7 separate regions of the Mus musculus genome follow, and regions 1, 2, 3, 5, 6 and 7 are each linked to region 4. Evidence: chromatin contacts called from public HiChIP or PLAC-seq and promoter capture Hi-C data. All regions are on one chromosome and are shown on one strand. The core of a region is the stretch at or near the end of the contact, and the rest is flanking DNA. Distances in the headings are between cores, read along the strand shown.

Region 1 (4,087 bases), core at 366-2,865, 340 kb before region 4:
TCCTCCCTAAGGTTGTGCAAGTCCCACTACTGACGTCTGAATGGTCTTTGTATTTTCCAAAACTTTTTCCACGTGACTGCCCTGTCCTTGGCAAAAATCTATGGGAATATGTGTGATTAGAGGAACATGTGCAGATGTGGTTTGTTTCCGAGATAAAGATTAAAAAGAAGTAACAAATGATAGACTCATGCCATATACAGACTTCTATGTTTACCCTGTTCATCATTTGTATTTGGACAATGCTATCTACATTGCTGAGGTGACAGGTCTGTCTGCTTTTGTGAGCATATCCCCAGGGATACTGTGGTAGGGTGGTCAGGGAAACTATAAATGGTCGCAGGGAACTCAGGTCTTGTCACCCCCTCTCGGGAGCATACTAGATCCATAAATACTTCCCATTACTTCAACAGCCCCAATTCTTTGACCTCAATATGGAAACTGAAAATTCTGCTTCTACATCATAAAGACTGTACCTTTTAAGGGTGATTTTCCCAATAAAATGGTTTGTTCTTCCCTAAGTCATTGTCACACAGTGCCAAGACTAGTTACAATACATTTTTAGGCATAAAACATGTGTTACAGTCCTTTATGCTGAACTATATTTTTATCTCCTGAGAAGTCAAAGTCACAATTTCATGGTCTTTGAGTTCTGTAGGACTGAGCTGTTTATAGAAGTGTGGGACCATTGCCCAAATCTTGGCTTAGAGGTAAGAAAATGCATTCCAATGACCTCCGAGAGCGATACAGGGAGTCTCACACACACATATCTGGTTCCCTAGAATCAGTGTAGTATCTGCCTCTAGGGCTGGCCACCTTTGCAATAGGAGGGATGAGTCTATTAGATCTGACAGTCTTACTGTATAGAATTAATTGTTGAACACAGTGCTGTGTGCAGAAAGACGTGAAGTAGAAAAAAACCTCAACAAAACAAGTGGAAATCATTGGGTGGGGGGAGGACTGGTCATCTTAGGTTTCTGATAAGGAAGCTGGTCAGACACTGTCAAACAGATCTGGTGGTCTAGAGGCTTCCGTAGGCCTGTTTGCAAGAGGTATTGTACCCTTAGGCACAGAACACCATGGGAATAAGCTTGAAACTATGTGGGAAGAGCTGTCCTGTGTGCTGAAAGACAGTCAGCATCATTTCAGGCCTCCACCAACTATGTGCCAACAGTATCCTCCTAACCCAGTTGTCAGAACCAAACGTATCTCCACAGTTTGCCAATGTACTTAGGGCTGGAAAGAGTAGAATATAAAAGGTTCCCAGTTTTACAGCCCTGTCTTTAGAATCTATTTGAGCAGTAACATCTGCTCTGCAGGAGGGAAAGCTTGGCTTGAAGAGAAATGAACCCTCCAGTGTCTGTCTGATACTCCAGACCATTCTTGCGAAATCCCATGTGACTTCCTGAAGTGAAGCAACACTAAAAAACTTCCTTTACAGAATCGGAAGCCTTAAGGGGTCATTGTCAATCTAGGCCAGGACTTAAGGGGAATCAGTGCCAAAGGGTACTTATAGTTGGGGGTTGGGCACTGATGGTATATGCACTGGGACAGCTGCAGCCTCTGAGGCATAAGTGGCAGTTGCTTTAGTTGTCATCAGAGGCAGGGAGCTGGCTCTGTTCTATGACACTTGGGCTGGCAGTGCATTCTAAGCACATGACCTTGCACATTTAAGAAGACCAGGAAAGACTGGGAGAATCGTGGGAAATTGGTGATCTCATGTTGGATAAGAGAAAGCAGGAAGCTGTGTGTCATTAAGCTGGGATGTCAGTTTTTATACCCCATGCTGAGCGGCCTGGGGAAACCTCTGTAGTGTGGTGTGCATGAAGTTCTCACTCAAAAATTGATGTGTTGGTAGCTTGGCTCTCAGTGTGGTGGTACCAGGAGGTGGGGTTTAGTGTAAGGTGATTAAGTCACTGGGGGAACTGTCATTGGAAGGAATTACTTTACATTTTGTGGGACTTTGGTGTGTTCCTGTGTGGTTACCTAGACATGTTGATACATGCCTACCATTCTAACATTTGGGAAATGGAATGTATTCCAAGCCAGATCCTGTCTCAGAAGAAAAGAAAGGAAGTAGGGGTGTTGGGGGGGGGAGATAAGGGAAGATGGCTAAGGAATAAGAAAAGAAAGGGAAAGGAAAGGAAGAGAAGAGAAGAAAGTAGATGAGATGAAAGGAGAGGTGAGGCAAGAAGGTGGTAGGAAGGGGAGGAAAAAGAAGAGGGGAGGGGAGAAGAGGAGAAGGGAGAGGAGAGGAGAGAAAAGGAGAAGGGAGAGGAGAGGAGAGAAAAGGAGAAGGGAGAGGAGAAGAGAGGAGAGGAGAGAAGAGGAGAGGGAGGGCGAGCTGGGAAAGCACAGCTCTATCTGGCTCCTGAGGGCTTTTTCCCTTCATGCTGTGGTTTCTCCTTGTGTGATGTGTTCTCACCCTAACTCCATTCACTATGATAACCTCACCAGGAACAAGTCAATGGTAGGACCAAGCCTTAAATTTCTAAAACCAACTAAGTAAACTACTTTTTTGTTCTGTTTGTTCTGTTTGTTTGTTAGTTTGTTTATGAGCAGGGACTCTCATTGCATAGCCCGGACTAGTCTGAGATTTCTTATGTGGCCCAGGCTGGCTTCAGGCTTACATTACTCCTCCTTCATCAATGTCCCAAGGACTGAGAATATAGTCATAAGCCACCATGGCTGCCTTAATCAACTTTGTGTATACTCATTTTTTAACAACGTATTGTAACAACATAAATCAGATCAACACACAAATTCAGGAATCCACATTCAGTGAGTCCCTGGCTTATGCAATGCATTTTGTTTTCCTTGGCGAAGGATTAACAAAGGGCTATCACATTTGATCCCTCCAAGGGAATAAAAATCCAGGTTTACTTCAGACACTCCAGGTTTTACGAATGAAAATCTCACATGCAAGGAGATGCTTAAGTTGCAGAAAACTGGGATAACTGGAGAGTAACAATGTAGTGAAGTGGAATAACCATAGTTGTGGAGGCCAATGAACAGAAAGGATACCAAGAAAACAGTTAACTTCTGGAGGCTGATGGATGTTGTCTCCAATCAGCATCAAAGGTGAGTGAGCTCTACACAGATAAGCAGAGCAGAGACGTATTCCCAGCTAAGAAAGCCTTAGCTACAAGCAATCTACTGTTTTCCAAGTCAGTTTCTACTCAGATATATCAGGAACGGAAAACAAAACAAAACAAAAACAAAAACAAAAACCATTGGAGTGCTTCATGCAATAACAATCCATCAGGCCCCATTCTATCAACAGTTTCTTATGTCAGCAGGATGGAAATCACTCAGCCATAAAGAAACCAGGTATACTATAAGGAACAGACTCTATTCTGGAGGGGGAAGAGAGGGCTATTGGATACTCTGGCATCTGTTTATATCATGGCATTCTGTTTTGGATTCCGTGTATCCTTTCCCTTACCCTTGTGCCAGCATGAATCAACAGATAATTCTACTATCCTAGTATCTGGGTGTTCTGATCATTGTTAAGAAGTGATGGTGGATTTGAACATGCAATCAAACAACTTTCCTGATTCTCATTGCAACACAGGAAACACATTCTCGATTCCAATTGACCGTATTTCACTCTATTGGATAGGCATTTTTACATGATCTGTAGTCTTCTATTAGGTCCCTAAAGAAAACTATTAAAATGACATGACTAATAAAAATTGTGTTTCTCAAGATCATCAGATATGAAAGTTTCTTGGTGTAGCTCTGGCTTGTGAGTAGTGAAATGGCTCAGAAAATGGTATTAAAACATGAATCAGAAAGAGATTGTACTATGCTGATAGCATCCATTCCATTTAAGAAACTACAGAGGACACAGGCATATATCTGTGTCACAATCCTAGTGGATGGAAAAATTTTAGTCACCTATATTAGCTTAGCCAAATGCTTAAGGATTATTTCAGTTAGAAATTCTATAATCATCACTTTAAGTTATTTTCCCAAATTTTTCCAGATCCATCTTATAGATTCTAGGCCAAAATGGGATGAAAGAGAAAACCTCTAAAGAAAGTCAAGTAGATTTTCCTGATCATACATTAAAATGTCAGAAATGGCC
Region 2 (3,503 bases), core at 830-3,329, 400 kb before region 4:
ACCTGTGCAGGCTTGTGCTTTCAGTCAGAGTCTCTTGATTTCATGTGTGTGCCAGTCCTGTCGTATCTGGAAGACACTGTTTCCTTGATGTCACCCATCCCTTCTGGCTCTTACACTCTTTCTGCCTCTTCTCCCGTATCACTTCCTGAGCCCTGAGGAAAGGGTTTGATAAAGACATTCCATGTGTGGCTGAGTGTTCCCAGGTCTCTCACTCTACAGAATGTCTGCCTATGGGTCTCTGAATTAGTTCCTATCTGCTGTAGGTGGAAGATTCTCTGATGGTGGCTGAGCAAGACACTGATCTATGAGTGTGGCAGAATGGAGAACATTATTTCAAATTAGTCATCCCTAACTTGGGAATCATCTTACCCATGACAGGAATCAGGGGGTGATAAGGACCGAGATCAGCTCCGCCCAGATGGACACCATTCGATGGTTCAAAGAGGAACAGTTGCCATTCCGTGCAGGTTACCAGAAAAACTCAGACACCATTGCTCCTTGGTTCCATGGTGAGTACTGAGACCACTTCTATGGCAGACCAAACAGTGCTCACTTCAAGAACGACAAACGAACAGTAAGAGCTTTCTCTTCCCTTCTTCATTTGTGCTGCGCTAACAGTCTTTCAGTGTATTGCCACTGAGCCTTTTCTTAAAGGCTTTTCAGAGAGCTGTCTGCTGGTGCTTACTTAGAAAGCTGTCAGCATTCATGGCCACTGCAATGAAATGGGCTAATCATCCTTCACCACAAATACAATACTCCAGGGAGGGCGGGAAAGGCTTCCTAGGGACTCGGCGGACAGAGTGTGACTTCAGCACATGCTATTGTCTTCCTCCACTAGAACGTCAGTGGTTTGACAGACTGAGGCAGGGTTAGCAGGCAGAAGGCCAGCTAAGCACCAGCTCTTTCATATCCAGTTCAGTGACCTTGAAGAAGCAATGATCTCTTTCAATCGCTACTCAAACTACTAGAGCCCCAATTTTCTTATCTCTTAAAGGGGAAACTGAAGCTATTTTAAAATTCACTTTACATCCCCATCTTAGCCTCCTCCCTCCTTTTTCCCAGCCTCACCCTTCTAAATCCCCCCCACCCATTGAAGTGGATCCTCCCTTGGGTACCACCTCACCCTGGGGCATCTAGTCCCAACAAGCCTAGGCACATCTTCTCCCACGAGGCCCATCCAGGCAATCCAAGTAGGGAGAAGGAGATCCAATGGCAGGGAACAGAGGCTGCATAGCTCCTCCTGCCCCATTCCACTTGTTAGGCTAACCACCTGAATACCAAGGTGGTTTGCTACAGGTATGAGAGGTTTAGGTCCAGCTCCTGCATGATCCCTGGTTGGTCCTGTGGCTTTGATCCTGTTTTTCTGTTGCTCTAACAAGTCTGCAAGTCTACAAGTTCTTTGAGTCGTTGGACAGTATGAGCTGATGGTTTCAGCATTTGACTTAAGATATTTGTTTAATTAAGGCTACTCTGTTGCCCTAGGTCATATCCCCTGACTGCTTCAGTTCAAGAGCAATCAGATATTTAAGACCAGTGGACAGGGACCTGGAGTACAGCTCTGACTCAGTTAGTCACCCATAATGTACAAAGTGATCAGTTCTAACCCCGACCCAGAAAATAAAAGAAGGCATTATGTGTGCTTGGACTGGACTTATTACCTAAGTGTTTATTCAAGGCAATCTCTCCCACTTCACACATAGAGTGTCTTGGTTTGAACTGTGTGTAAGGCATCTTACTGTTTAGTAGTATTATTTCATATATAAATAGACCACAAAAAATAAGTTTCCAAACACCCAGCAAGAGCAACCACTTCAAAAACCCTGGCCCGTCTATGATATCTTTTCCCTGATAGCTGCTTTAGTAGCCCGTGTCTCAGCAGAACTGCCAGGTGTCCTTGAACCTGTGCTTTGACTTTGGTTTCATTGACTCCTAGAGATGCCCCATGCTCTTGTGAGTAAGGTCCCTCTGTGGTGTGGTGATGTTGTCAGAGACTAACAGAACTCTGCTGATTCTGTATGCCTTCAGCATAGCCACCTCTGCTGTCTGCTGACCCCACCCCACCCCCATTTCCTTTTAAGATAAGCACAGGAAATCAGCCTTTGTAGTTCCTGTGTCCTTGAGCAGTTGCTGTGTGCTGTTGTCCCTGATTATGAGAGCAGTCACATTTTCATTTCTGTCTTTTGGTTTTTTTTTTTAAACAGCAGGGTATGAAAATTGGAAGTGTTAGCTGATGTCATTAAGAATTCTGATATGTCAACTGGCAGTTCTGTCTGAAAGAGTTGTGTAAAGCCAGAGGACATGGCACAGCTAAAAATCCAGTGGGAGCTTTGCCTAGAAAACACAAATGTGCTGTGTTACACATAATATTTTATAAATATGATATCATTGTTGATTCATTCTTATACAAATATTTATCATAGTTATAAGCAAATAAATAATACAATAAATAAATAATGTGATAATAAATATGCATGTCAGGAGGCCGACATAAATCCTTGGCTTCCATTTTAGGAAGACAGAATTTCACATTCCTGCAATGGAGACAGGGCGGTTCACACTTTGTCTCTCTGAAATGCAGCTGATTGTGTGTTTACTGGTCAGTACTACAGAAAATGGCCTCGCATCACCCTTGAGTACATCTCATCATGCCTACATATCATAGTTTTTTCACAGATACAGAATTTCTGGAAAGGAGAGGCATGTGTGTGTTTAAGGATGCATGTTGAACGATCCTAATCCAAACAGCCCGAATCAGAAACACTCCAGAACTTGAGCAAATATTTTAGATTGTAGAACATCTCATTTCCTCCATTTTCTGGTTCTAACTGTTCACCTTGTAAGTCTACCAAGATATGTTGTTATTTGAAAACCTCCCAACTCTGCAACACGTGTGGACAAGCATGGTGAACAATGTACTGAGTGTGGCCCAGCGCCTCAGAAGCTAGTACCCTAGTGTATGCTCCTATGTCTGTTCCCAACATTCCTCTCTACTTTGTTCAAACCAGCACTTGATATCATCTGATTCCATTGCCTTCCGTAGTGTGGGACCACAGTGGAATTGTGATAACTGTGTTTGCACTGTTGCACAATGAACCTGAGCCCCTCATGTTTGCTGTCTGAGAATTGAAAACAATTTTTTGGATATTTTGATCATTTTCCAAGATATCTATTGATATTTTGTTTTGCTTTGTAGAATTTTATATGTTTTAAACACTAATCATTTACCAATTATATGGGCCAGCTATCCTTTCTTCTAGTTTATGATTTATCTTTTCACACCTTAGCACATTTTGAGGCACAATTTTTCATTTCAATACTATTCAGATTAGATTTTCTTTTTTAATGATTTTTTTTTTTTGTTTCTATCAGGTACATCCAACCTGCAATTCATTTTTTTCACAGATACAAGGTACATAGACAGCTTTCCATTTATTATTGTGTTAAATTTGATATTATATAAAATTCACCAGCTTAGTCATTTTTGTTGTTTTTAAAACATTTTT
Region 3 (3,963 bases), core at 166-2,665, 290 kb before region 4:
GTCCATTGGCAGCACACTCACTCACACACACACACACACAGGCACACACACACACACACACACACACACACACACATACACAAGATATTCACAGATAAATGCAGACACTCACACACACGATATTCACACATAAGTGCAGACACACAAAATTAAAATAAAATAAGTATTTTCTTTTTAATCCATCATAATTTGAGCATTCATATCCCATCAGAAAGTGAAAAGACAACAGTTACTCAGCATGGAATTTCTGGAGAATGCAGTACTGGCACTCTAACACATACCAAGAAAATCCCTAGGTTAATATAATATTTTTATCCTCTTAGTCTTTTCTTCTTAATAGTCATGTTTTTTACTTTTCATAATTAAAATGATAGTTTTTCATAACAGGGTTTCTTCTATGTTAAAAATATACTATGCCTCTTTCTAGACACTGTATAACTTCATCTGTCTCCTCATGCTAGACATCAGGATTGTTTTTAATAATAATGACCATTTTGTGTATATGTAGGTGTGTGTGCATATGTGTGTGCATGCATGTATATGTGTGTATGCATGTGTGTTCATGTGTATGCATGTGTGAGTGTGTGTGTGTGTGTGTGTGTGTGTGTGTGTGTGTGTGTGTGTATGAATGCAGGTTCCTATGGAGGCCAGAGACATCAGATAGCCCTGGAACTAGAGTTATAGATAGTTGTGTGCTGCCCAATGTGATGTTGGGAACTAAACCCTGATTCTTTATAAGATTAGCATGCTCATAACCATTTAGCCATCTCTTCAGTTCATGTTCAAGATGAACAGTCTTGATATAAATATTCATGAATATTCTTCAGAATATATTTTTAGAGGTGAAAATACTTGTAAAATGTATGAACATTTTAAAGGTTCTTGATTTTAAAAAAATCACCTCACATAACAGTGGTACCAACTCATACTGCCATTACTAAATATATATTTTCATTCACTCATTCTCACCAATATCATGCATTCATTATGTATCTGTTTACTCCCTACATTGTGACTGTTTGATGCCCAAGTTGTGCTTCCAATTTTTTCTCTTCTTTTCTGGTAGAAAAAAAAATGAAACCCTCTTTCAGTCATAAACCAGATGCTTGTGTATATGTCACTTCCTATTTTTTACTGAGTTTAAGTAATAACTCATATTTAAGTGCACATTTAATCAAAAGAAAGTTTTTTCTTAACATTCCATGCTCAGCCTTTCTGTGATGTCCAACAGTGTGAAAAGGACATAACTGGTTCTGAATATTTTTTGGTTCGTGGTTAAAGGGTACTAAAGCATACTTTTATAGTCCACACATTTTATATTAAAGCAAGTAATTGGCAATTTTTCATGAATTCCTTGCAACATGGTTTGTGGGAAGAGGTCACAGAGATGACTGGTTTCATTAAACATGGCAGGGAAGCAAAGTACACTCTGTGTTGCTCATAAACTCTATTCGCTGATCCTATATGGTCACAATTCAAGGAGAATCCAACTTAGAATGAGAAAATGAATGCCGTGCTTATACTCAAGTCTTAAAGGTTCATTGAGAGCTGCTGAGACTCTCAGAAATTTATAGTATTTAGTTAAGAAATTGCTAACTATATGAGAACCACAAAGTCTCCTTTTAGGAAACTGTTTATCCAGGGTCAAGGATACACAGCTTTCATGCTGAGGTCCTTGGACAAGTCCAGGCATGTTGTGGGACTCAGTAGGTATTTGTTGAATAAATAATCATCCCAGAGAGGTGAACACTTTTTTTTATCTTCAGGTTCCAGCATACTACTCCAGTTGTAGACCACATCAGCTAACTGTAGCTTTAACCTCCAGCCTCTCTTCATGTTTCAGTATTAAAATCTGTACCATCTACCCTGCTGGACTGGGCTGCCTTGAGAATTGGTGGCAGGCCCTGTGATATAAGGTATAATATTTCCATTTCACTTGAGTTTTATTCTAAAGGCTTTTATGGTAGTGGTGCTATTCGCTTTATCTGGAATCTCAGCTGTGTGATGCTGGCTATGCTAGACTAGTTAGCCCCCAACTAGTGATAGCATAAAGAAAAATTATTTCCAGGTTTGAAAGTCATCTGTGTTGTAGTCAACTGTGTATTATCACAACAACATGGGTAGAGATTTTTCATAATTTTCCCTATTGAAATTTGTCTCCTTATGGTAAAGACAAGATTTGTGTCTCTCTTCTTTCAGCCTATGCCTAACCTCCCTTGATTGCATTAATGTCTTATGAAAATGTGATAGTAATATTTTTAAGTAGCAAAGAAACCTGGCATCAATAACTGTGATAGTTGCCATTAAATTTCTTTTCTAAATATGTTTATTAGAGTCTCCATTAAATCCTGTTGAAAATGTGGAAAAATCTGAGATCACTGTGTAACCTAAAGAATTTAACCTCCAGACCATACTTAGTTTAGCATGTTCTACCAGATTCCTTCAGGAGCCCGTTAGTTAGTCAGCTCACTGTTTTAAAAACTTTCAAATTAATCTCCCAGTTTGAGTCTTTTTACTTTTTTCTTTGGGGATAGAGATTATATCTTTTAATTTTAATCAGTTCACTGAGATATAATGCCAAGCATTGTCCTGTTTTAAGTGCACAAGCCCATTATTGTCATTCTGTAATCATCAAAATTTGTAACTATCAGCATGACCTAAATTTAGAACACATTATCTTCCCCAAAGGAAGATACACCCATTAGCATCACCCCATCCCATCTACCTACCTAAAAAATACTATCCGTCACTAATCTAACTCCATGCCCCAATAGAATAACCAATTCTGGACATTGGCCATAACTGGAATTATGCAACATATGGCATTTTGTTTAGTTTCTTCCTCTCAGTATAGTAATTTCAGGTAGAAAGCATCATTACTCATTGTTTTCTTGCTCTTTTTTTAGATTTATTTGATTTTGCATGTGTTTGAATACTTTTGTTAAATATATCTATATGCACTATATAGTGCTTTGTACCCATGGAGGTCAGCAGGCCCTGGGTCCTTTGAAACTGGAGTTATGGATAGTTATGACCTACCACATTGGTGTTAGAACTAAACCTGGGTCCTCAACAAAAAGAACAAGTGCTCTTCACTGCTGAGCTATCTCTCTAGCCTTACCTCATTGCTTTTTCTTACATTCATTTCTTTCTAAGGATCAATTATTTTCCATTGTGTGAATGTCTGATTTTTTTCCTCAATCATCCAGTGATAGAATTATTTACATCTTCTACTGTAATGAACCATGTTAGTATGAACATTTGCATAGATATTTGGGGTGAATGTGTGTTTTTAATTTCACTGGTAGATACATAGAAGTCTAACAGTTGTTCATATGATTATGTTATACCGAATATTTTGAAGAACTTCCAAATTGCTTTCTAGTTCTGCCTTCATCTAACCCTGTCAAATAGGTGCTCTATTGTGCTATCTGAGTGAGCCGGTTAGAAAGTAAATATGTCATGGCAGCATATTGAATGGTATATAGCCCCAAGGTCTTGCAAAATAAACAAATACACACACACAAACACATAAATATATATGTGTGTATATATATATATATATATATATATATATATATATATATATATATTTATATTTATATATCTCAACACCTGAGCATATTTATCCTGCCAAATCTTCAGGGTTCTTACCTAGCCACATCTCCTCTTCTCACTCCATCTTATGATACTTCTAGTTTACGTTCAAGCTTCATCTTATCACGCATCGTTGTGTACATGTAGCAAGTTGGCACACATATCTATGTTTTACACATATTTTTATGACTGGCTAAAATTTTCTTTCTCTGTCTCTGTGTGTATCTGTCTCTCACTCTGTCTGTCTCCTTGTGTGTGTGTCTCCCCTCTCAACACACAAGCACGCACACACACACACACACACACACACACACACACACACACACACGCACACCAAAAAACAAAAACAAAAAACAACCTTGGCCT
Region 4 (3,536 bases), core at 861-3,360:
TCCACTTCATCATCCCTAATCCTGATGATGGATTCTCAACCCAAAGAAACCCATGAAGCACTGCCTACTACCATTCTCGAGAGAGCCAACATCCAAGCAGGGAATATTATACAGGAAATCCGATGGTCTTCAGTGGTAATGACCTCATGGATGGATGCATAGATGGAGCATGAATCAACAAGCAAAAGATCACATAAAAGAAGGAATTATTATTGTTAATGCTTTAAGTGTCAAAGCATATCTAAAAGTATTTAAGAGAGGCAAAGGATAGCATTTGGGAGGGGTCTACTGTATCTCTGGGTGCTTAGAAAAGAATGTTATTTCACTCTGTCAAGTATTGTTATCAAATGAAGAATCTTGAAACCATTTAATATGTGACTGGCCCTGGGTCATGCAGCTAAAAAGTAGGATGAACCTCTTGGATGCCAGTTCTCCGAAACAGCAAACACAATCTCACAATGATGTAAATGGGTGAATCTAAACAATGGATATTTTTTTTCTTTGAAGCTCGCTAATATGGCTTGCAACTAGATATAGGAGATCTGAGACAAGAAGATGGAGAGAAATTAAAGTAATATCTCGTAATTTGGAGTGACAGCAGGTGTGTCCCAATCTGCAAAGTTCAAGCTTGACAATTACACCGTGCTAATTATTCAGACACTAATCACACAAGAAAACCTCAGTGCTTTAAGTACGTTCATGATTTTGTCTTAGGCTGTTTTAATAGCTGTTCTTCACCCTACGAAGCTCACTTCCTGAGCTCACCCTAGTGAAGCACATTGGACACATCCATTAGGTAGTTGATTCAATGCAGAGGAGTGATCATATATGTATTAGGTTCCTACAATGGGAATTGCCCATCTCATATTTTCTGGAAGCTCAACACATAATCCCTCTGTTACAGCAATCCCTCTTCTGTGTGTTCAGGTGACCTTTTATGCCTAGAGAACCAGTTACTCTCTGCCTTACACTTCTGTTTCCAAGTTTGTTAGACTTCTCTCCACGCAGCAGAACCCATAGTTTATTAATGCTCAAGGACCATAATAATTGGAGCTCTCTTGAACAAAAAGTGTCAACACAATCCAATAAACCCCGTGGAATTGCTAGGGTTTACTAGATATTTAAATTCTTTATAAATATAGAATCGTAGTTAGTTGTCTTTAATGACATTTAAGTCAAAACTGTGCCAAGTCGTTGCAATCTGAATAAAAAATGGATTTTGCAAAATACAGCCATCCGATCATTCATTACTACTTCATTTTTAGCGTCCACTGAGGATATGTACAATAGTGTTAACGTCTTTTCCTCCATAACTTCAGAATCACTGACGACAGGGGTACAGGTGCAGGAAGTGTGGCGGAAACAAACAACTTTGCCTTCGCCCAGCACAGCTTTCCTTTTCCTCCAGCCCTCGGAATGCCCCACTGCACCCCTAGACCATTCCCTGGAAGAGCTTCTCCCCGCCCCTGGCACATACAACTGCATGCAGTCACATGCAGATGTGAAGACCCTTGGGATCCAGAGAGTCACCATCGCGGCGGCACAATGCAGGGGAGCGTGCTGCCCACGGGCCACCCTCTTCATCACAGCAAATACAATCCAAAAACAGCAAACTAGAGGCACCCGCACATATGCCAAGGCTACTTTGAAGTGGGGTTTCTGGAGAGTAAGCCAACAGCTGGGGGCTCAATTACCGCTGAAGAAGCTGAGCTGGCCGTGGGGTGCGGCACGGGACCCTCGCGCGTCCACCTAGAGACACCGATCCCTCCACGCGCCTCGCAAGGGCTACAGAGGGCAGTGATTCCGGAGTCCTCAGCCCTAGGACAGCAGTGGTCTCTGGAAGCCAGCGGTGCAGGCGTCCTCCCGGCTGACAGAGAGCCACCCTGAGGTCGAGGTCGGGGGCAGTGGCGCGGACTGGAAAACGGCAGCGACACGCCCGCACATAGCGGGCCACACCCGTCCAGCCCTCAGGGTAGGGACCCCGACTTACCCCAGGCAACACTGCAGACAGCGGAGCCGGATCCCTCGGCTACGCTGCTCCCCTGCTGCCGCTGAACTTTCCCTCCTGCGAGGCGGCCCTGGGCTCGGCTCCACCTCCAGTTCCAACAGCCGCTGAGCCTCCAGGGACCCGGAGCAGTAGGGGGAGGGGGAAAGCGGGGAGCGCGGGCTGAACAGCGGCCAAGCACAGCGCCGGCCTCCGAGTGGGAGCCCGAGGAGCCGAGAGCTGAGAGGTGGGGGTAGCGTGGGCCTCAGGGCTGGGGTCGTGTATGGCTGCAGTCATCTAATTCCTCCAGGGCCAGTCTGCAGTGCGTCCCCGCTCCAGGTCCGAGCAGAGCAGGGTGCCCTGGTTGAGAGACTGTCACTGCAGGGAGCATGAGTGGAGAGCAGGGTCTCCTGTACCGTAGAGACTTCAAGTGTGATTGATCACCAACATCAGAGAAGTTGGCGATAGAGACTAGGGCACTGTTGGAAGTTGCGCCCCAACAGAGAGGGGGCATCTATCCTACAAGTTCGTCCCCACTCCCCAACTCATCCCCGAGGCATTTGCGCTGCTAGGACTGTCCTAATGGCTTGCCTCCAAAACTTCTTACACTCTACTTGAGAGAATTAATAAGATAGTCACTGTTTTGGGTGCCCTGAGTTGTAGTAATAAGGCCTTCAGTAAGAAGCTTTTATTTACAAAAGATCAGAAACCCCTTTAACCCTTCAGCCCCAACTGTGGCTAAGCGATGTCTGTAAGGACCTCTAGCGGCCACATCCCTACATCAACTCAGCTGAGATTCGTGGAAAAATAGAAGAATCCGTGTTTGCCAAATCACAAAACATACAGTGTAATTTTTCTAGCTGCATCAAAGTACTGCATGATAGGAAGATAACAAAGAGTTAACACTGCATAGATATGCACGTACATATGTGGACATCAGTTATTTCTCACAGATTAGCTCCTAGCATCCTCAAAAGGCAATCATATGGCAATTTCCATTTGCAGATGGACGTCACTAGGTGGAAGTCAGGGTTTTTTGATTTCACACTTAGTAGGTAGTCGGGCAACTTCTTCAGAGCTTTTGTCCTAACTGCCACTAAAGCATTCCTGTCTTCATCTACTGATAGGTTCTTCTAGTTCTGATTGCTTTCACCTACTGAAGTAGCTCTCATCTCTTTACTCAATGGTGTCTCCAGAATCATGTAATAAAGTTATACATAGGTTTTAGTTTGGAAAAATGGGCTAGAAATTCTGAGTATGCCATGGCCCCAGCACAGACATGCCCTGCAGGCTATGTGAAAGATAGAGAACATACTTTATATCTTGCGTGCGCCCGACTCAACCAGCAAGAATGACGCTGCAACAGGATCCTTCTGCACACGTTTATTGGGAGAGCTTGATTGCAGAAGCAAAGAGACCCCAAGCCCAGAACTTGTGCTGCTTATATAGGCCTAGGAGAGGCGTGTCTCACACCCAGATTGGTTATGCACTATACCTCATTTGCATGTTCCTCATCTGATTGGTTACTCTCTCTTAGTACCTCACAGAGTCT
Region 5 (3,599 bases), core at 230-2,729, 460 kb before region 4:
CTTGCCACTACCACACACTAGCCTGGGAAATAGAACACCACCACTTCTGCTGTTTTCTACTGAGCACACAGACCGATACCTGGTACAGCAATGGCCTGCATGCTTTGACCAGGATAATTGCTCATAGCCTCAATCCAGGTAAGGTGAGACACAAAAATTCATAGCCTTGGTATAAAGTAGGAACACGAATTTACAGTATCTGATGTGGAGTAATAGGAGCAAATGCATTTGAATATTGCGTGCCAGAAATGGTTCTGAACACTTTGTGCAAGAGCCTCTATCTATTCAATAGTCTCTGGCATGCAGTAAGTATCCAAACATATTAGGGCCAGCCATGCTCTGAGCACTTTGCATGCATTATCTCACTTGAGCCTCACAAGAATTGAATCAGCCAGGCACTGCTGATATCGTGAATGGCAAACTGTAAGGCTAAATGTAAGGGGGAGAGCTGTCATCAAGAAAGGCTTGTCAGGACTTGGAGACAGAATGAGTCTGGAGGAGGGTACCTAGTGATAGCATCAGTGTCCCATGGGCCCCTGAGCTGGCTGATAGCCAGCTTGTACAGCTCCTTAGTTTCCAGAGAGTGTGAGGACACGTGCTGAGCAGATACCACCAGTAGGCAGAGGAGGACAGAGCATTCTAAGGCACCTCATCTGGCCACCCAGTTCAGTACAGTGGAGAGTAAGCTTCGGGCCGGGAGTCCTTGCCTGAGTGGATCTCAAGCACAATTCCCAAATGGCTGAGTCGTGTTTCCTGAGAGTGTAGGGTGTAACTCCTGGCTGTAAGGTTTTCCAACTCAAGGGTTTTCTGCGGTTGTGAAAGCCTAAGATAAACAATGTTTGGGTCCAGCATGCCAGGCTCCTAAATCGATTGGACAGGGTGTATAAAGTCACACCGTGTTTCTTGTTTATAAGACTTCTCTCTAACCTCCACAGTCTGAGGTCCTGTGTCATCCCTCCGCACCTCTCAGCCCTGTTTTCTCCCCACATCCCTAACGTTCCTCACCCGTGGAAAAGGCTGGTCCACCTTTCCACTCGGCTCAGCTTTCCTCCCTCCCACGTATGCTTAGGCTTCATTGGTGCTCTGTGCCATCCGGGCCCTGATCTGTTAGTCACAGGGGACTTCCACCTTTTTCCCCCTTTCATGTTTCTCTCCCTGGCTGCCCCTGTCCCTAGTGCCTTCAGCCTGCAGCATTCCAGTCTTTCTCTTCCTTGATCATGCTCGGTAAAGCCACACCTGGAGTCACAAATGCTTCAGAGTTTGATAATTTACTTAATGTCAACAAAAGAGAAGGAAAAAGTAAGCTGTAGAATGCAGGGGCAGAACTACAGCCAACTTGGCCTGCAGGACCCAGGTTCCCAAATGGGCCTTGCCTGCCTCCGCAGGCTCCACCTACAAGTCAAATGTGGAAGGGGCCGGACTATTGTAATTAATAAGTCCCACAGACCCCCACTGAGGTGGTAAGGCAAACTACCCCAGACTGTAGACAGCGCTCTAGATTAACCAAGGACTAGTGGCCTTGCTGTCACTGGACCAAGGCAGCCAAGCTTGCCTACTGGCCCTGGAGCGCCTCCAGCACCCGGGTGGGGCCTTGAGGGAGCGCCCAGTCAGTCACCCCAGCATGTGGGCGCGGCGGGGCGGGCCAGGGCTGCGATCTGGACGCTGAGTGTCCTTCTGGTCCCGAGTGTTTGTCCAGACAGCCCGCGCGGCTGGGTCTCTGGGAGGCTGGGTCTCTGCTTGTCCTCCCTTCTCTTCCCGGACAGTTGCTGTAGGCAATCTGGAGGTGGCAGGTGCTTGGGTCACCTTGCTCCGGGTACTGAGCAGGTAGGTGACCGGGTCGGGTAAAACGCTGGAGCATGGAGCCAGGCAGAAGGGTGAGCGAGGAGTGGGAACCAGCAGGTGAGTCTCTAGAGCGAAGGGTAAAGCACAGAGGACAGGGACAGGAGGAGACCCTGGTTCCCGCGGTCAGGCTGTTCACCTGTCCCTCTGGTCCCTCCTCCACCGCGCGCAGGGCGAGCTCGGGTGCCCAGAGGAACCGACCGCCACAGCTGTGGGTGTCCGATGTCTCGTGTAGGGTGTCCAGTATCGGCAGCCGGGGCCGGGCGAGTGGCGGCCCTAAGAATAGAGGGCTTGTGATCATTATACTAAGAGTCTCCAGTGGGAGGAGAATCGGAGGCAACTTGGAGTCTTTCAGGGAAGTCATGGTGCCCGGGCGGTGTGCATGCACGCGTGGTGAGTGCTTACACTGGCCGGGGCAGGTGCAGCTGCGGAAGCAACCTGCGAGGGTCGGGGCCACGAAGCAGGTGCTGGGTGCCTGCAACAGTACCCACAAATCAGCGGAGGTCCAATCACTGGGCAGTGCCATGTGGTCTCTCCTGGCCCGGAGGTGACCTTCCAGACAGAGTCCTGAAACCTGTTTCAGCCCACGCAGAACTCTATTAGAGAGCTCCCCGCGCGGGGACACCCTCCCGCGGGCGCCCTCACGTGGTACAGAGAGCAGCGGGCTCGTCCCCTCCCTATGGTTCTGGGTCAAGGCTCAATCTAAAATCAGCCTAGCAAGAACTTTCCTCAACAAAAGTAAACCATCCGCAGCCACTCCTGCCCTGGGGGGTTCATGGGCCCTAGGTGGAGTCACTCACTGTTTGCAGATTTTCTCAATAGTGTTTCTCTTCACTATGGCCCTAGAGAAGCAGGGATAACCAGCTACATCTTGCTCAGTTCCCTGACAAGCTTCTCTTGTTTGTGGAACGAAACAATGTATTTATAATTTTTAATTTAATAAATAAGTGGAAGAAATACTTAGGTGAAGATTGGGCACAAATGGACTTGTCTAGTTATATCTGTGAAATACTTCAATCTCGAGAGCATTTACAGAACTTCCAGCTGCTCTCACCACTTGCAATTTATTTTATTTTCAAAATCATCAAGTAAATTAATGAGAAAAAAAAAATCGAACAATCCGAAGCCTGTCCACAGAGCTAGCTGTTTAAAGAATAGATAGAACTTAATCTAAATTCTTAACTTTAGGGATATATGTACTATACATACCACGATAATTCTATGAAGATAGCTGTATTAGGCTCTATACTAATTAAAAACACAATTATGTAGAAAAATGGAAAGTGTGAAAGTCAGACCAGATCTACAGGTATCCTGGGAACCTAACTGAATTTTGTACTCTTTCAAATTTTTAGAGTGAGCAACAGGTATGGACTTGTTGCTTGTTATTTGTCTTTTTCAAAAAAAAAAATGCCACAGGAGAAGAAAAACAAGTTAGTTGAGCTGCACTTTGTGTTGAACCTCGAGTGATTACACTCAGTATGAGACAAAACCATCACCGTGCAGATCAACGTTAGCAGTGATTGTCCTGTAGAGTGAAAGAAGGAAAAACCCAGGCGGATTCACTTCCTCCTTTTTATTTCCTGTACTTGTCTCAGGAACTTCAACGTAGATTTTATCTCAGTATCCAAGAGCTACAAAGATCCCCAGATTAATTTTATGGATTAGGAAATATGGTCCAAAGACTTGAGGTGACCTCCCAAAGTCACAGCTCACTGGAGGCAGAGCTGGGAATCTAGGCTGGTGTCCTTTGAAGTATC
Region 6 (3,888 bases), core at 711-3,210, 450 kb after region 4:
AGATAGCCACACAAGGAAATCTCCTTCAGTCTCAAGAGTGCACAGACTGAATGGCTAAAGCAGGTTTGCCTTGCAGAGGGCGCCAAGACATAGGCTAGAAATAGGAAAGACAATCATCCTGAGCAAAAGCAAATGTCTGGTCCTTCCATGAACCCTCCAGGAAGGATGCTCTCATTCCCCCCCCCCCGCCATCTCCCCCTCCCCCCACACACAGACAGTTCTTCTCAACTCTAGCAGATGAGTGCTCTATACTCCCATCTCCACAGCTAAGACATGAAGTTTTGGATTTCATTAATGATGGACTTGGCTCTCATTGGTTATGGGATCTCAGGGAACACCCTTGCATTTTGGTGCCTCTGTTTCTTCACTGGCAGACACAGAGTAAATCACATCTCATACTAATGTGGTAGTTACGGTGTGAGGATAAAGGAGACAACAAATGAGATAACATCTATGATGCACTGAAAATGGTCAGAAGAAAGAGCTAGGTAAATACAAGGTGTGGGCCATTGCCTGATTAGGGTGCATTCTCTGCCCACAGACTCCTGCCCACATTCTGCTCTGTGCCAACCTTGAAGACTCTTACCCCTGTAAACTCTAACTTGGATATTCATGTGCATACACCTTTCAAACACCTCCATTTTCCTTCTGTCTGCCTGCAGAAAATTGTTTCTGAACTTGAAGGAAGCTCAGGTTACAAATCCTCAAAATCCCTTACCAGCAGCCCCCCCCCCCCCCCCGTCAGGATCTGGGTTCTGGGAGAAGTGCATGCGGGCAGCTCATCTCTCTGTGATGGGCTGAGACTAGATTGTGTTTCCAGGGAGGAGAGACCCTCTGGTGGAGAAGTCTCGATGACAGCTACCCAGAACCCAGAGCCTGCTCCTCAGCAATCCAAGGAGCATGCAGAAAACCTGAGGGCAGAAGGCATGGTTCTTGGATCCCTAAACATCTCTAGTGCTTGGGAAATTGAGGACTGACAACCCGTGGGTGAGCAGAATGCTCACATGTGCCACAGTTTAATCCCTTCCACTTGGAGCAGGGAAGGGAAACATCACCTGGTCCGTGGTGTTTGGGTTTCTATTGCTGAGTGAAGCCAGGGCAGATGAGAAGCAAAAACAGAGGGGATCTGATTCCCTGTGGTGAATGAGAAAAAGGAGTGAACTGAGGTGTGTCAGTGTGTGTCTATGTGTCTGTCTACCTGTGTATTCGTCCAAGCTCATTCCTATTCCTTCCAGACACATGTACCTCCAAAGTTCCAGCCAGCAAGGTAAAGTTCACTAGCCAGTCGCCAGCAGCTGGATCCTCTGTCTGGGGCCCCAGTCTCTGTGGCCTCACTTCCTCACCTCTCATTTCTTCATCTCTACATTCATGTCACCTAATGCACGTCTCCAAGATGAAATTCAGGTTTACGAGAATCCCCGGTCTGACAGACAAAGACATAAGGATTGACTGATGCACACCATTTCCTTCCGGCTGGGGTCAGATTAGAAATACAATCAGTGACAGGGAAGAAGACTCCCCCACACCTACCACTGCCCTTCACCCCGATAGTTACATGTAGAAACAAAGACACCTAGACAGACGCGGACACAGACAGACAAAGACCGACAGACGAGCGGACTCACTCCCGGGAGTGGTATGCTGTAGAAAGCGAAGTCTTCCCTGTGTCTGGGCCGTCCGCAGAGCTGTAGACCCTGCACGAAGGAGGAACAGGACCCTGGGTACCCGTACCTTACCTGTCTGTCCTCCTCCGCCTTGGGGATAGCTGCAAATGGCTGCAGATTTTGATTTTTCGGTGTATTTTGTGCAGTGCCCCTTTCTCTTTTTCTGGAGGGCTCCTAGAGCCGGCGGATCCCGCGTCGCTCAAGTCACACTCCCAGGAGCAGCAGAAAGACAGAGAAACTTTCGGACTGTGAGCTTGTCGGAGCCTCCCAGAGCCCGCCAGCTCGTCCGGGCGCTCTGGCCCTTGCGCTGGGTCCCTGGCCGCCGGCGGGGCGGGGTGGGGCGGGGCACGAGTGGGGCGGGGCCAGAGTCAACGACATTCATTGGCCCGCACTGCCTGCACCCTGTCCTGCTCTCTCCCCGGCCTTTGTTCCAGACTGACAGCTGGGGTTGCTCCGACCTCCTGGCTCCTCTGTGCCCAAAGCCCGCGCCGGTCAGGCTCGCAGTTTCTTAGCTCTCGTTTCATCACACTCGGGGGTTCCTGTCTGTTCAGCCTTTCTCTATCTTTCCTCATCTTCCACTGTCTCCTCGTTCTTGCTTTCTCTGTCTGCATTCTATTCGCCTTTGCATTTTCTTTACCCATTTTCTGCATTCCCTTCTTCTTTGCTACCTCTGCCTCTTACCGGTGATTTCTCCAGCCCAACTCCCAGCCACAACCCCAGCAAAAGGTTGAGTTTCTTGGTTTAAGGACCAAACTAACGGTCTAGAGGGGTTATGAGGGTATTGCTTCACCTTGCTGCGATTATAGACCAGAGAGCCCAGAGCCTCCTGACTTCAGTCCTCAAAAAGATCCAATTAAATTTTGACACTTCAGAAGCCTGAGTGATGCTAGCCAGTAATCCCAGGGACTTGAGAGAGGCTGAAACAGGAGAATTAAAAATTCAAGTCCTGCCTGGAGCACCGAAGTGTAACCTTGTTTCAAAATATAAAGTAGAAATATATAGGCAGGGCGGGCTGGATAATTAGCTCAGAGATAAAGGTTGTGGCCTTAATTTCGATCCCCAGCAGTAAAAGCATCAGCCATCCACCCACTTTTCACCACCTATCTGAGGGTACACTGAGGGTAAGATAGTGAAAAGCAGGCCAGTCTGAAGGCAGAGGCGCTGTCCAGAAATTGCCAGCTTTGCCCTGAAAGGGGCAGGTTAAGGGAAGGAGAGTAGGGATCACTAATAGCATGACTGAATCAGAGTCTTTCTGACACTCTCCTGCCCCAAACCTCTGCTGCTCCCTCCTGCTTTTGACCCTAGATTAATTTAAAGCTTTATTTAATTATGTAATTCTAGCTTCCTGAACACTAAAGAGGGAAAATAAATAGCCAGCCAGCCTGTAATCCCAGCACCTGGGAGACCTGGGAGACTGAGACAGGAGAGTTTATGCCAGACGTCTCTCTATCTATACGTTCCCCAGTTCCAGTTCCGAGTTCCATCCTTACTCCCACCTCTAACCACCACAGGCAGAATGATGCCTCTTTTGATGGAAGCCTTTTCTTCTTTCTGTGCCCCACTCATTGACTTGGTATAAGCATGTCTTCTCAGAGGTGTCTCAGGAATTTTGGTGAATAGGGAGGATACAGAACAATTGTTCTGGCTCTTGAAGGTAACAGTGGACTCCAAAGAGAGACTAAGGACGGTGGATTACAGATCTTTGTCAACTCAACTTTGTCCTTGGTCAAACTCAATTTTGTCACGATTGTGATATTCCAGAGAACTGGACAAAGGAGCCTATAGCTTTCTGGTTCTGGCCCTACCTTTGCTATTACAAAGTCATATCCTAGGCTAGACCTCAGTTTCCTGTTCTGCAAAGTGGGTATTACATATGGCACTTTTTTCCTTTTTTGAGACATATTCTCAGTAAGTAGTCAAGGCTGGCCTTGAGCTCACGACTTTTCTTTGGAGAGCTAGGATTACAATTGTGACTCATCATGACTAAGACACTTTTACTGTAGCACTGACATCTCTTTCAAATACACCGTGGGTAGAGAGCTGGGCATGCATACTAACCTATTGTGGCCCAGTTAGGTAGAAAGTGGGCAGTATTTGGGTGTGAGGTTGGAACTGGATGTACCATGGGACAATAGAAACAACCCATGGACAGGATACTTCAGAGGTAAAGGGAGGTGAGTTGAGAGTGAAGGAGGCAGACTGATGAGAGGAAGCCTGTGATGTA
Region 7 (3,522 bases), core at 491-2,990, 290 kb after region 4:
GGACAAAGACCCATAGCCAGACAGTATGAGAGTGAGTAACCTTGGAATGCTCAGCCCCAAGAGATTGTCTCTATCACATCCTCCCCTTGGGGCTCAGTAAACTCTCAGAGTAGGAAGCAGAAAGAGTGTAAGAGCCAGAAAGGATGGAGGACACCAAGAAAACAAGGCCCTCTAAATCAACAGGACCTTCACACATGAACTCACAGAGACTAAAGCCACAGCCACCGTGTACCAGCTCTTTCATCCAGCTGAGAAGAGAAGTGGATACAAGCCCCACTGGAACCCAGCAGCTGTCTCTAATTGATAACCACTTTGCAAATAAAAATAAAATTTGTTTCCTCGGAGGGAGTCTCACTGGGGAAACAAACCTCTCTTAAGGGTAGGCCCCATGGCCAGCAGTAGACGGCCGACACAAAACAACTCAGAAGCATCTTTGGAGGCTTCTTGTCTCGTAATGTCCTGATTAGGGCTTTTCCTCTTCTTCTTCTTCTTTTTTTTTTTTTAATTTTATCTTGTTTTTTATTTTTATTTTATTTTGTCTCCCCAACCCAGGTCCTTCGCATATATACTAGGTTTCCAGTTTATTGTTTTTGTTTTTTTTTTCTTATTGTTTTTGGTTTTTGAGGCAGTGTTTCTGTGTAGCCCTGGCTGTCCTGCAGCTCATATAGATTAGCTGGCTTCAAACTCAGAGATCTGCTTTACTCTGCCTCCTGTGTGCTGGGATTAAAAGTGTGTGCCACCACATCTGGCCAGTTTACTGGTTTTATGAGATTCTGAGTATGCAAATAACAAGTGGATCTATTTCTTATGCTTTTAATTTTTTTTGTGTGTGTGAAGAGCTCTTTTCTTCTGTTTTGTGTTTTGTCCTATTCCAATGTTAGCTTTGGTTTTATCTTATTATATTTTTTTACTATCCCTTAAAGGTCCCTTTGTTTTCTAATAAACAACAGAAATGGAATAGATCCAGCTGGGAAAGGAAGTGGGAAGGGCTGAGGAGGAGGAAGAAGAGGAAGAAGAGGAGGAGAGGAGGAGGAAGAAGAAGAGGAGGAGGAGGAGGAGAGAAAACTTTTATCAGGACACATTATGTGAGAAGATAATCTATTTTAAATAAAAAGGAAATGCCAAAATTAATTAATTAATTAATTAATTAATTAATTAATTAAAAACAAAAAATAAAAGTATATAATTCTCTGATTTTTCTTAAGCTTTCATCCTCTTTACATACATGCATGTGTGTATATGTCTGTATTTATTTTTCTATTGCTACTAGAACAAATCCTACAAACTCAGTGGCTTAAAACAATACATCTTTTTCAAAACTCTTACTGTTCTGTAGAATAGAAATCCAAAATAAATGTCGCTGGGCTAAAATCCACGAGATGGCAGGAGGCACTCTTCTGCAGGATCAGAGTTCTGAAGAATCTGTGTCTGCGCTTTTCCCAGCTATCTGAGACCCCCATGTTCTCACAGCCCCTTCCACCTTCAGAATCCTTCTGACCCTTCTCTGGCCACACTTCACACTCGCACATTGGCTGGGACAGGTTCCCTTCCCTTAAAGATTCCATTTCTTAGATACAATCTGTCTCCTTCTCTCCCCCGCCCCCAACCCAACCCCAGAATCTGAAGACATATAATCACACCTGTAAATTTCCATGTTGTTGAGGCTCAGGCAAAGATACCCTGGGATGGTGCTTTGATCCACTATCAGGCCTGAGAAGTTGCTCAGAATGCAGGTTCCTCTGACCTTGTCTGCTTTCTCTCCTGAGCACAGGAACAGGCTCACTCTGGAACTCACTTATCTGACCAAAGGGAGAAGTGCAATTGTCTTAAAAACCTCTCCCTAAGCATCCCATCAAATAACCAGGGAAGATTAACTACTGGGGACAGAGACTAGCCATCTCCACACCTCCTGCCCAGACAGCTTTTCCAGTTTTTCCTCTCTAGCACATGGATGAACTCCAGCGCTGAGCTGCACCTCCAGCCTCCCCACCCCCTTGCCTTTTCATCTATTCTTCTGAGGACAACTCCTGGAGATTGCTCAAGAGCCTTTATCTACCCACCCCGCCAACCTTTGTTCCTCTCGCACATTCCTTTCCCTACCTCTCCCACTGCTTGCTGACAACACCCTCCCCTCCCGAGGATTCCAAGCTTCTCCCTATCCGAGTCTCCTTTCTTCTCTACAGCTGGAGAATTATGAAAGACTTGACCATCAGATCCTTTAGAGGAGACTAATCCTTTGTTCTGGTTTTGCCCAGTCATACACTCCCTCCTCTGCTCCTTGCAGCAACACGGGACAGCCAGAGTAAGTTTGTTACTAAGACACATAAAGGCTTTTCCATGGCAGACACCATCCAGATTAAGTCTGGACTCTAGGCTTCTGTCCATTGTATATATCTTGGTTATCTCCTAAAGGAATGTGCCAGAAACAATCTACCAATGTCTACCAAACATTACTCAAAAGCAGACAGCATTAACAAGGATAACTGGCTTAAAAGAGAAGGTGCTCAGACTTGGGAGCCAAGTTGGTCTGAGTTCAATAAGGCTCTGCTATTTGTTGTACGAGAAGTGACTATCTGAAATCAAGCTGATCATTTTACATCTGACTCAGTTTTTCATCTGCACAATGGTACCATCATGCCAAATCCAGCAGGATGAAGTGAGAGGCCCTTTAAGAGTACCACATATCATGAAGTTCTAACTGAAAAGGAATCTTAGTTGAGAAATGGATGAAAGTCAATATTTCTTTGAAAGTCAACACAATTAATTAATGGGGACAGAACGCAGAGGTTTGTAGGAGTGGGTGAGTCACCGGGAAGAAGTGTGAGGAGACTGTTGTCTTTGAAGGCTTACAAGTGTATGCTTTCTTTATCAGAAAAGTATATATATATATATATAAAACAAATTTATCAGTACTCACTCAAAACTTACACATGTTGGATGTGTTACACTCCAATTATTTAAAAAAAAATTGAAGAGGAGAGAAGCAAAGGAGAAAAGAGTATTTTCCCAAAAAACACTTGGGAAGCTGGGAAGCTGGGTGGGTGAGGAAATCTTAGCTCGGGAGACAAGACAATGATCTCAGCTCTCTAACCCTGCCCACCACACCCTTCTAAGTGTCCTTGTACCACTTGTGGGTTTTGGAGCCTAAGGAAGAGGGAGAGAGCCTCATGCAGAAACTAGGACAACTTTTCTGCTGGCACAGATATGAGCATGCAGAGTAAAAGCAGATGAGCTCATGAAAGGGAAAGTTGGTGGAGAGAAAAGAGAGCCCCTTAAGAAAACAGAGAGGCCGGGCGGTGGTGGCGCACGCCTTTAATCCCAGCACTCGGGAGGCAGAGGCAGGCGGATTTCTGAGTTCGAGGCTAGTCTGGTCTACAGAGTGAGTTCCAGGACAGCCAGGGCTATACAGAGAAACCCTGTCTCGAAAAACCAAAAAAAAAAAAAAAAAAAAAAAAAAAAAAAAAAAAAAAAAAAAAAGAAAAGAAAACAAAGAGATTCCTGAAAGCATTCTTGAGAAACAAA

The links. Promoter capture Hi-C pulls out the DNA fragments that hold promoters and counts their contacts. HiChIP or PLAC-seq counts read pairs in DNA pulled down with a chosen protein or histone mark.
Region 1: a contact with region 4 is called in a promoter capture Hi-C map of the HPC-7 cell line. The contact joins the enhancer-like site here to the promoter of Csgalnact1 in region 4. A contact is called at or near these places in 13 of 39 promoter capture datasets (the HPC-7 cell line, the SN4741 cell line, cranial neural crest and 8 more), 1 of 484 Hi-C or Micro-C datasets (bone marrow-derived macrophages), 7 of 115 datasets of contacts at active chromatin or transcription factors (embryonic limb bud, fetal liver, fibro-adipogenic progenitors and 3 more) and 2 of 9 other capture datasets (adipose tissue and pancreatic islet).
Region 2: a contact with region 4 is called in a promoter capture Hi-C map of the HPC-7 cell line. The contact joins the enhancer-like site here to the promoter of Csgalnact1 in region 4. A contact is called at or near these places in 13 of 39 promoter capture datasets (3T3-L1-derived adipocytes, the HPC-7 cell line, cranial neural crest and 7 more), 1 of 15 datasets of contacts at CTCF or cohesin (the NIH/3T3 cell line), 1 of 484 Hi-C or Micro-C datasets (bone marrow-derived macrophages), 10 of 115 datasets of contacts at active chromatin or transcription factors (the NIH/3T3 cell line, SST interneurons, T-cell acute lymphoblastic leukemia and 6 more) and 3 of 9 other capture datasets (adipose tissue, liver and pancreatic islet).
Region 3: a promoter capture Hi-C map of the 3T3-L1 cell line shows a contact between it and region 4, with 7 times the contacts expected there. The contact joins the enhancer-like site here to the promoter of Csgalnact1 in region 4. A contact is called at or near these places in 19 of 39 promoter capture datasets (the 3T3-L1 cell line, 3T3-L1-derived adipocytes, the HPC-7 cell line and 11 more), 1 of 15 datasets of contacts at CTCF or cohesin (large pre-B cells), 1 of 484 Hi-C or Micro-C datasets (3T3-L1-derived adipocytes), 6 of 115 datasets of contacts at active chromatin or transcription factors (T-cell acute lymphoblastic leukemia, embryonic stem cells, fibro-adipogenic progenitors and 3 more) and 3 of 9 other capture datasets (adipose tissue, liver and macrophages).
Region 5: a FOXA1 HiChIP or PLAC-seq map of pancreatic cancer cells shows a contact between it and region 4. The contact joins the promoter of Sh2d4a here to the promoter of Csgalnact1 in region 4. A contact is called at or near these places in 23 of 39 promoter capture datasets (3T3-L1-derived adipocytes, the C10 cell line, the HPC-7 cell line and 13 more), 2 of 15 datasets of contacts at CTCF or cohesin (large pre-B cells and stem cell-derived epiblast-like cells), 7 of 484 Hi-C or Micro-C datasets (the C2C12 cell line, bone marrow-derived macrophages, brown adipocytes and 3 more), 20 of 115 datasets of contacts at active chromatin or transcription factors (the NIH/3T3 cell line, bone marrow-derived macrophages, embryonic forebrain and 11 more) and 4 of 9 other capture datasets (adipose tissue, embryonic stem cells, liver and 1 more).
Region 6: a contact with region 4 is called in an H3K27ac HiChIP or PLAC-seq map of the NIH/3T3 cell line, with 3 times the contacts expected there. The contact joins the promoter of Lzts1 here to the promoter of Csgalnact1 in region 4. A contact is called at or near these places in 1 of 39 promoter capture datasets (pre-B cells), 1 of 115 datasets of contacts at active chromatin or transcription factors (the NIH/3T3 cell line) and 1 of 9 other capture datasets (adipose tissue).
Region 7: an H3K27ac HiChIP or PLAC-seq map of extraembryonic endoderm stem cells shows a contact between it and region 4. The contact joins the enhancer-like site here to the promoter of Csgalnact1 in region 4. A contact is called at or near these places in 21 of 39 promoter capture datasets (the 3T3-L1 cell line, 3T3-L1-derived adipocytes, the C10 cell line and 13 more), 2 of 15 datasets of contacts at CTCF or cohesin (the NIH/3T3 cell line and embryonic stem cells), 12 of 484 Hi-C or Micro-C datasets (the Ba/F3 cell line, cerebral cortex, cortical neurons and 3 more), 14 of 115 datasets of contacts at active chromatin or transcription factors (the NIH/3T3 cell line, embryonic limb bud, embryonic stem cells and 4 more) and 2 of 9 other capture datasets (adipose tissue and embryonic stem cells).

What each region holds. Positions count from the first base shown.
Region 1 is chr8:68,391,321-68,395,407 of GRCm38.p6, forward strand. The region is part of intron 5 of Csgalnact1 (chondroitin sulfate N-acetylgalactosaminyltransferase 1); the gene reads right to left. Among named protein-coding and RNA genes, the nearest start is that of 1700125H03Rik, 25 kb to the left of the region's middle. Within about 2 kb of position 1,616, at least 54 of the 459 cell types and tissues checked have an H3K27ac peak or open chromatin away from gene starts, as enhancers often do. A contact at or near this core is called in the HPC-7 cell line, adipose tissue, bone marrow-derived macrophages and 1 more, where this site is marked.
Region 2 is chr8:68,334,687-68,338,189 of GRCm38.p6, forward strand. It overlaps Sh2d4a (SH2 domain containing 4A), which reads left to right. Exons shown (of 9, transcript NM_028182.1): 7 at 379-509. Among named protein-coding and RNA genes, the nearest start is that of 1700125H03Rik, 32 kb to the right of the region's middle. Within about 2 kb of position 2,080, at least 23 of the 459 cell types and tissues checked have an H3K27ac peak or open chromatin away from gene starts, as enhancers often do. A contact at or near this core is called in the HPC-7 cell line and hematopoietic stem and progenitor cells, where this site is marked.
Region 3 is chr8:68,443,141-68,447,103 of GRCm38.p6, forward strand. The region is part of intron 4 of Csgalnact1 (chondroitin sulfate N-acetylgalactosaminyltransferase 1); the gene reads right to left. Among named protein-coding and RNA genes, the nearest start is that of 1700125H03Rik, 77 kb to the left of the region's middle. Within about 2 kb of position 1,416, at least 15 of the 459 cell types and tissues checked have an H3K27ac peak or open chromatin away from gene starts, as enhancers often do.
Region 4 is chr8:68,733,036-68,736,571 of GRCm38.p6, forward strand. Csgalnact1 (chondroitin sulfate N-acetylgalactosaminyltransferase 1) reads right to left here and starts at 2,111. Exons shown (of 10, transcript NM_172753.5): 1 at 1,991-2,111.
Region 5 is chr8:68,275,049-68,278,647 of GRCm38.p6, forward strand. Sh2d4a (SH2 domain containing 4A) reads left to right here and starts at 1,480. Exons shown (of 9, transcript NM_028182.1): 1 at 1,480-1,824.
Region 6 is chr8:69,182,238-69,186,125 of GRCm38.p6, forward strand. It overlaps Lzts1 (leucine zipper, putative tumor suppressor 1), which reads right to left and starts at 1,961. Exons shown (of 4, transcript NM_001370971.1): 1 at 1,737-1,961.
Region 7 is chr8:69,025,866-69,029,387 of GRCm38.p6, forward strand. No RefSeq gene overlaps it. Among named protein-coding and RNA genes, the nearest start is that of Gm33103, 25 kb to the left of the region's middle. Within about 2 kb of position 1,741, at least 43 of the 459 cell types and tissues checked have an H3K27ac peak or open chromatin away from gene starts, as enhancers often do. A contact at or near this core is called in embryonic stem cells, epidermal suprabasal cells, extraembryonic endoderm stem cells and 3 more, where this site is marked.